2 separate regions of the Canis lupus genome follow, and region 1 is linked to region 2. The links are chromatin contacts, called in public Hi-C maps. All regions are on one chromosome and are shown on one strand. Each heading gives the region's core, a stretch centred on a gene start, on an enhancer-like site or on the middle of the called end of the contact. The rest is flanking DNA. Distances are from core to core; before and after follow the strand shown.

Region 1 (4,373 bases), core at 1,125-3,624, 150 kb after region 2:
CTAATGTTCTAAGTCCTATGGTTAATGTTTTGGGGTCTAATTCCTCAGTTCAAGCTATTCCCCCAGCTTTCCTTAATCTCAGAGCTGGTATATTAATTTCCATATCTTTTTCAGATCTGCAGCTTCATTACACACCCGTGGCATCAGACTCCAATGTGTGAGCTAAGAGCGGAAGCCTGTGAGGGTACACATTGTGATTTATTCAGTCCTGTATAATTTAGAATAATCTCTGGCACTTAATAGGCACTCTGTAGCTATCTGATGTTTAACATACAAATAACCAGCCAGTGCCCTCTTGTGGAGCTTTCCTGGTCTTTTATTTTCTATGCTATCCTGTAAAGTCTACCTTTTAATGTAATACCTTAGAGGAATTCTTTATGTGCATTTTATTACTAAAGATTATTTTTATAATTATTGGCTCTTTTTTCTGCAGACATTGCCCTCATGCCCTTGCCCCTTACCATGGTTCCTGGCTTCAGCTTCTCTGCTGAGGATCCCACTGCCCCCTAGTCCCAGTCTCTCATCACACACCAGCTGTTCCTCCCCAGCCTCAGGCCTCTCCTGCTTCCTCCTTCCACCCCCACAGTGCGGGGGTGGGCCTTCCCACCGTTCCTCAGCAGGTGCCATGCACTTGGGTTTTATTTCCTCAATCCCTGTTCATATCACCCACATATGTTCCAGTGAGAGTCTGAGCTCCTTGCTTTCATTGCTGTTGTTTTTATTATTAAAGCCCCTAGTTCTGGTTTTGTCTCTTTCAATGAAAAAGAACGTGCCTCCATTAGTCCAGTCTGAAGAAGCCTGGGGTAGGGACATGAAAGGTTTGAGGAAGTAAGATTGGTGTCTGAATCTCCCCTCTGCCTGAACTTGTCAGCAGTTTTGTGGTGAGCAGAGCACCCTGCTGGAGGAGCCAGGGCATCACTGTGGGCAGGCTTGGTCTCACAAGATTCTCCGTTCCCACTTTCTGCCATTCAGCCCTTGCATACTCAGTCCAGTAGGGCACGTGTGTGGCAGCCCCTACTGCCCACTGTACAGGTCTCCAGGTTTTGTCCAGAGTGCCGGTGGTGGTCTCCAAGTTCTTGCTAGGTTGGCCTAGTTTTCCAGCATCTGCTCACAGGTTCGGGCCACATCACTGAGCTTGAGGCGAGCATAGTCCACTCGCTTCAGGGCCATCTGACAGTCCTTTCTGGAAGAGTAGCTGGAGCCCTCGTGGGGCTGCCCCGTGGCCACCTACAGGATATTCAGATGGGTCAGTGAGGCACCCCTTCCCTTCCCCATCTCCCCAGCCAAGTAGCGGCTTTCCCATCTCATTTCTTCCCTGGGTGTGAAGCCTTTAAGGCTGGGGAGGTGGCTGGCTGACCTAGAGTAAATCACTTCACTTGTTAACCTCATCTATCAAGTGTGGGCAACAGTAACTACTTCCTAGACTTGTTGCAATCTCTGACACATTGTAAAAACTTAATGCAGGGCGGTTGCTGTTATAAAAAAAGACTCCAGAACCCTCTGAACCTTGTCCCTTTTCTTAGGGCGTTGCCACTTCAGGGCCCCAAGGTCAGGTCAAGTGTCTTGAGTGCAAACTCTTGTGGCTTTGGCAGGGTTCACAGATTCTTTCCCAGGGCTTCCCTGTCCAGCGGCTCTCGTAGCGCTTACCAGTGAATTGGGCAGGGCCACCTTTAAGTATTTCCTTCAGGAAGGAGAAGCTGGGTCTGGAAGGGTCACCCAGTCCCGGGTCTCGGCTGGCTGGCTGGCTGGCTGGCTGGGAGGGGGGTAGGATGGGGGGATGGGATAGAGGGTGGGGTCTGGGGTGCCCGCGGTGTCGGCGGCCAGGGCAGGGGCGGAGAGCGGGAGGGGGCCAGCACCCCACCACGTACACACCTGGGTGAGGTAGCGGATCTGAGCCGACAGCTCCGCCTCCACGTGCTGCACAGACGCCGTGAAGGCCGCCGCCTGCCGGTCCAGGAGCCGCTCGTTGGTCTTCTCCTTGGACAGCTCCAGGATCACGGTCCCTGCGGGGGAGGAGACAGGGCCGGCGCTAGCCGGAGCGAGCCGTGCTGCCTGCCCCACCCCCCACCGCGGCCACCTGGGGGAGTCCCTCTGGGGGGGGCCCTCTCATCCCTGCTGAGGGGCGGCGGCAGGCACAGGTGCAGCCCTGCCCCGCCTCGCTCCCCGCCACCAGCCGTCGCGTCCCGAACCTGCGTTCTGCAGAATGGCGCCGATTTCCCGTTCGATGTCCTCCAGGGCGCGGAGCCTCTCGTTCGCCAGGCTGTAGGTAGCCATCGTCGCTCGGTGAGCCCTCCACGGGCTTTTCTCCTCGGCGAGACGCGACGCGGGAGCCCGGAAACGGCTGTCGGTGTGCGCCTGCGCAGGGCGTGCTCGGGCTGCGACTACAATTCCCAGGATGCTCGGCGCGGTCTCGCCTGGCGGGGGGCGGGGGGACTACAAACTCCCAGGGTGTTGTGCGCACTCCCCGGTTTGCGCCGCCACCGCCACCGCCACCTCGCGACCAACTGTGGTAAGAGGCGGTCGTGAAGCCTGGCTTCCCCGCCCGAGGTCCCTCAGCCCGCAGCCTTCGCGACATTCCCGGAGCGGGGGTGGCGGGTGGGGGCGCGTCTGTATTTGGTTTCTTCTACGAGAAGCGCCCGCGCGGCTGCTGGTGCTGGGGGATGATGGTGGGAGCTCTGGGATGCTCTGCTTGCCCGGCCCGCTCCGCCGTCCGTCGGGGCCTGGGGAGGCCTGACCCGGTGAGTGTCGCCTTGTTCATCGCCCCAGCGATTGCCCCCGCGGGCGGGAGCCCCGCTGACACCCAGGCTTTGCAGCTTGTTCACAGGAGCTGGCTCCTTTCAGCCTTCCCCCTTTCCCTTTCTGGTTGCCTGGTACAGGTGGGGTCTGGGGCTGCGGGATGAATGGGATGGACTGTCACGTGACAGCGAGGTGGCCCTCCGGGAGCCCAGAGAGAGGATTGGAGCGGGGGTGGAGGGGATAAGCGTTGCTGGAGACGAGCTTAGGGATCATCAGGTGGACGAGAGGCTGCAGTGGAAGAGGGGGTCGGCCCCAGCGGGTGCATGGTGCTGAGGAAGGGGGTGCCTGGTGCAGCGCCGGTGCAGCCAGGGAGCCAGTTTGACGGGAGCCGCCAGTGCAATGTGGCAGCGGCTTGATGGAGTTGGAGCCAGATCAGCAAGGGGCTTCCCAGCTAAGTCATTTGGACTTTGCTCCCGAAGCCCTTGGGAACCCTTGAAGGATCTTCATAACAAGAAGTGTGTTATGGCCAGGTGTACCTTTGGCGGGGGAGGGGGACAGCCTCTGGAAGATTGGGAATGAAGCTGGTTGGCTCAGGGATAGCAAGATGAATGGAGACTTTGAGTTCAGTGTGAGGGACCTCGCATGGAACTTCACTCCTTTTTAAAATCCTAATAAAGTAACAGCAAGGGAATTTTTATTAAGGGGTCAGAGAGAGAGAGGAATTTTTAAAAAATATTTTATTTATTTATCTATGAGAGACACAGAAAGAGAGGCAGAGACACACAGGCAGAGGGAGGAGAAGCAGGCCCCCTGTAAGGAGCCCGATGTGGGACTCCATCTCCAGTCCTGGGATCACAACCTGAGCCAAAGGCAGATGGCCAACCACTGAGCAACCCAGGTGTTCCAGGGATAGGAATTAATAGCAAAATTAAGTAGAAGCTGGAAGACAGAGGGAAAGTGGTGACTGATTTAGCAGTGAAGTGGTCATTAAGCCAGCAGTGGAGAAAGCTTCAAAGCAACATGATTTACTCTTAATTTAGTGGCATCGTGTACAACTGGGATGTAGGTGATACTAAAATGAGGAGGATTATTTGAAATAGATACCCCTTCCCCAGATTTTCTCCTTTGCTGTATATATCTCTGTACAACCACTCAGCTCCAACCCATCAAATACTGGAGGTTTTGTTGTTGTTGTTGTTGAAGGTGGAAAACAGGGCCTTTGGCATGGAAGGCCCTCCCCACCTGCCCCTGCCCCACTGGGCACAGTTGTATTGAAAACAGAGATTAGGGGTAGCTGGCTGGCCCAGTCAGAAGGGCATGTGACTCTTGATCTCCGGGTAGTGAGTTCAAGCCCCATGTTGGGTGTAGAGATTACTTAAATTAATTAAAAAAAAAAAAAAAAAAAAAGCTTAGAACTAAAACGAGAAAATAGGTATTAAATGAAAGTTTATTTACTAAGTTGTTCTAATCTGGAATTCTATACCCCAGTGGTGCTAGGATGAAGGCTAAAAATGCAATGATTCAATAACATAGAACTTAATTTTTTTTTTTTTCCCAAAAAACAGCCCAGCGTGGGTAGTTCAGCATGTTCCACAGGTCATACGAAGATCAAGGCTAAAAGTGCAGCTTTGCCAGCC
Region 2 (3,864 bases), core at 658-3,157:
GCAGGCATTGGCTGGGTGAGCCTCCACAAGGAAGCCCTAGGGAAGAGAAACAAACAGCAGTTGGATTCCATGTCAGCAGGTTCCACTCCCCACAGGGGCCCACCTAACATACTGGCTCCCCCCCACTGCACATACTCTGCCCCTCACTCCTTCACCCTGGAGCATCCCGCCCCACTCAGAAGTCCACCTCCTGAAGATGCAAGTGCCTCAAACGATAGCCCTTGGCCAAACCCCCCATCACCCCTCTCCCTGTCCCACACTCCAAGCTAATTCAGATTCTTCGGCCTTCAGTTTCCCATGTTGTAAGCCAATCCTCCGCTCAGCCGGGTTGCTCCCTGGCAGGCTCTGTTCCCCGGGCCCTTCCCCAGCACACACTCCTACAGGACACACTCCCCTCTGTTAGGAATACAGCAAGAACCCCAAAACAGAGTCACTTGCGCTAAGCCCCACAGCACCAAACTGAGACTTAAAAACCTAACTGAAGTACAGATTCGGCCTCCCCCAAGAACAGAATTGTAAACCAGCCCATCTGGAATCACCCGCTCAGATCTCGCGAGGTCAGCTGCCCAACAGATCCTTGCCATCCCTCTCAGAAAGACCATCTCGCCACGGTCAGTTCTACCACTAGCATAAACTTACTTGTCCTGCCACCTCGTGCCTACAAAAGTCTGTCATTTCCGTACAGCTCTTCGAAGCTCCTTTCTATCTGTTAGACAGGATGCTGCCCGATTCATGAACTGTTGACTAAAGCCAATAAGACCTTGAAAATCCCCACACTGGCAGTGTTCCTTTGTTTCTTTCTTTCCTACCACGTTCAATTGCTCAATCATCCAACCACCCTTCTTGCTACCAACTACACTGACACCTATGGCCCAACTGAATTTTTGCTTTAACACAACAGACTTAATGCTGAAGTATTACAAAACCACTAAAATCACTTCTTACAATAACCTCGAGAAAACCTCCCTCAACCCTATTTACAGTAACACATACCAGGCTGCAGAGAGATCATACAACCATATAACCCTAGAGCTGGCTCCAGAGACCCTGCTGACCCCATGCCCACCTGTCATCGTAGTCAATTTCCAGCGCCCCTCCACCAGGCTCAAGGTTCCGGGGGCAGACTGTCTTCTCCCTCCAGATTCCGAATTCCATCCTACCTGCGCTCCTGCACCTGTACTTCCTACACTGCGAGGGCAAAGGGCTGCCCTAATCCCCTTCCCCGCCCACAAGAGAGGATGTAGGGAAAAGGGTCAAAGGGAAAGCAATCACCTGAAGTCCCTCCTGGCTCAGGGCAGCCCCAAAGAGAGCTGGCAGGTCTGCAAAGTCCATGCTGGCATTGTGGTCGGAGGTCTGCGGACAGGAGAGCCCGTGTTCCCCCAGGAGCCTGCAGCCCCGCCCTCCGGCGCCCCCTCCCCGCGCGGGGGACGACACCCCTGCAGCCCCGCCCCCGGCGTCCCCTCGCGCACAGGTCCCCAGACTCACCGCTCTGATGAGCGCCCGCGCGGGGGACGCTCCCCACAGCACGGCGGCCACGACCACAGGAAGCGGGAAGGCCGCGGGGCGCATGGCAGCGACGGGGGGATCCCGAGGACGCCGCGTCCCGGCAGCAGCGGCACAAGCGGGGTTCCGCGCCCTCTCCGTCCCCCTTCAGAATCCCAGGGGTCCGACCACCCCCAGGCCCCGCTTCCCAGCTACATGGGGGCGCGGGGGTCGAACCCTGGGTCCGGGAGCGGGGTCCCCAGCCCGGCCCGTGGAGCAGGGAGGGAGACACCAAACAGATCCTCCGCGGGCGCAGGGACAAACCCGGGAAGGGGGCCCGGAAGCCGGCACAGGTGACAGGAGAACTTCTGGCAGGGTGGGGACGCCCCGAGAGGCGGGACTTCCGGGCAGGTGAACTGTCTTCCTCGCGGCTGGAAAAGGGCTTCCGGGAAAGAAAGTCAGGCCGCCTCCGGCATTGGGCGCTCAAGAGGAAGGACTTCCGGTCCTGAAAGGCCTGTCAAAGGAAAGGTTGGGAGTGGAGGGAGGGTGGGTGGAGGGCGTGCCTCTGCAGATGCAGCGAGCGCCCAAGCCCCAGCAGACGACCTAGTCGTTCCCCCTCTGACGCCCGGGATCTCGGAGCGGTCCGATTTACGAACCTCTCCACCATCCCGGGCCCGCCGCCGCCGCCGCGGCCGCGGTACCTTCCAGTCTCGCGAGAGTCCTCGCCACACTTTCCCTCCCACCCTCCGAATGCTCGCTGCGTGCTATCGCGAGAGACACCCTCTTTCCCCACCCCATACCCAGGCCAACCTCCACACCTCGCTCTGGCTTCCCAGGCGCACTCTGTCTCGCGAGATCTCCATACCCTCTTATTTTCCCGCGAGTCCAATCTCGTGAAAACTGCGTCTAAGCTATGGCTTCCTGAGCCGGCCACACCCCTTCCCGCTCCCCTCCTGGAGGCCCCGCCTTCGGCTCCGCCTTTCTCCCGGCCGCCTTTGCGCCGCGCGCCTGCGCCTGCGCCGGCTTCCAGCTGGAGCTGGACCCGAGAGCCGGAGGGGCGTGCGCGCGCCCTCGGCCCTGTTGCGCGCGCGGTGTCACCTTGGGCGCGAGTGGGACCGCGCGCGCACAGGACCCGGCGCCGAGGGCCACTGAGCGGCGATGGCGGCGACGGCGAGTCCTGGGGCCGGCGGGGTGGACGGGAAGCCCCGCACCTCCCCTAAGTCCGTCAAGTTCCTATTTGGGGGCCTGGCAGGGTAAGCTCGGGCCCCGGGGCCGGGAAGGGAGGAGGAAGGGCCGGTTGCAAGGAGTCGGGCCCGCTTGGGATTCGGGTGTGCGGCACGGGGTCAGCGCGGTCCCCAGCGCGTTGCCGAGGTTCTTGATGGCTGCCAGGACTTCTCACCCAATGCACGGCCCCCGCTGGGCTGCGTGCACCCTCCTTGCTCGCAGCCTCCTTGCTTGGCCCCCCGGCCTTCTCTGGAGTTTCGCACCCACTGCTTGGCTCTCCCGGATCGTGTGCGGTTCCAGGTCATTGCATGGTACCTGTCGGACTGGGCGAAGCCGCAGGTCATGAGTGCCCCCTCTCCTCTCTCTGGGTGGGACTGCAGGCAGTTTCAGGTCACCACTTGACCCCCTTGGAACTCCGTGGAACACTTTCACTGTATGGCCCTCGCTGGACTGCTGGACTTTTCAGACCTGTGGCTGTTGGTCCACGCAGAGACTTACACACATAGCCACTAGCCTCCTGAACACTTAATTAATCACGTGGCAGGCCCTGTACCTTGTGACATCTCGTTGCTAGGTTCCAGTGGGCATAGGACGGTAGTCAAGGGACACCTGGCTTTTGACCCTGCTTCTGTCTTCTTCCAGGATGGGAGCTACGGTGTTTGTGCAACCGCTGGATCTGGTGAAGAACCGGATGCAGCTGAGCGGAGAGGGAGCCAAGACACGAGAGTACAAAACTAGCTTCCATGCCCTCACCAGCATCCTGAGGGCAGAAGGGCTGAGGGGCATTTACACTGGGTACTGGGGCCACAAGATGGGGGCGTAGGGTATGGGTTGGCAACTCCAGACCTGGGCCTGATGCACTGACCCCTTCGCTCCCCAGGCTGTCAGCTGGCCTGCTGCGCCAGGCCACCTACACCACCACCCGCCTTGGCATCTATACGGTGCTGTTTGAGCGCCTGACGGGGGCTGATGGTACACCCCCTGGCTTTCTGCTGAAGGCCCTGATTGGCATGACGGCAGGTGCAACTGGTGCCTTTGTGGGAACGCCAGCTGAGGTGGCACTCATCCGCATGACTGCCGACGGCCGGTGAGTTCCAGGTCTGAGCCTGCCCTAGCTCTGTTCCCTGGAATCTAGACTCAGAATGGATTTCTTGGTCT

Evidence for each region. A called contact is a pair of places that touch in the nucleus more often than the background predicts.
Region 1: a Hi-C map of blood shows a contact between it and region 2, with 2.5 times the contacts expected there. The contact joins the promoter of MED11 here to the promoter of SLC25A11 in region 2.

The regions. Positions count from the first base shown.
Region 1 is chr5:32,027,875-32,032,247 of UU_Cfam_GSD_1.0, forward strand. It overlaps MED11 (mediator of RNA polymerase II transcription subunit 11), which reads right to left and starts at 2,375. Exons shown (of 4, transcript XM_038536589.1): 1 at 2,190-2,375; 2 at 1,873-2,003; 3 at 1,648-1,753; 4 at 1-1,227. The coding sequence starts at 2,274. The coding sequence ends at 1,127. CXCL16 (C-X-C motif chemokine 16) reads left to right here. Exons shown (of 6, transcript XM_038536588.1): 6 at 115-741. The coding sequence ends at 161.
Region 2 is chr5:31,880,909-31,884,772 of UU_Cfam_GSD_1.0, forward strand. It overlaps SLC25A11 (mitochondrial 2-oxoglutarate/malate carrier protein), which reads left to right and starts at 1,908. Exons shown (of 8, transcript XM_038536549.1): 1 at 1,908-2,005; 2 at 3,349-3,501; 3 at 3,587-3,793. The coding sequence starts at 3,350. RNF167 (E3 ubiquitin-protein ligase RNF167) reads right to left here and starts at 2,439. Exons shown (of 10, transcript XM_038536541.1): 1 at 2,301-2,439; 2 at 1,807-1,996; 3 at 1,273-1,353; 4 at 1-36. The coding sequence starts at 2,345.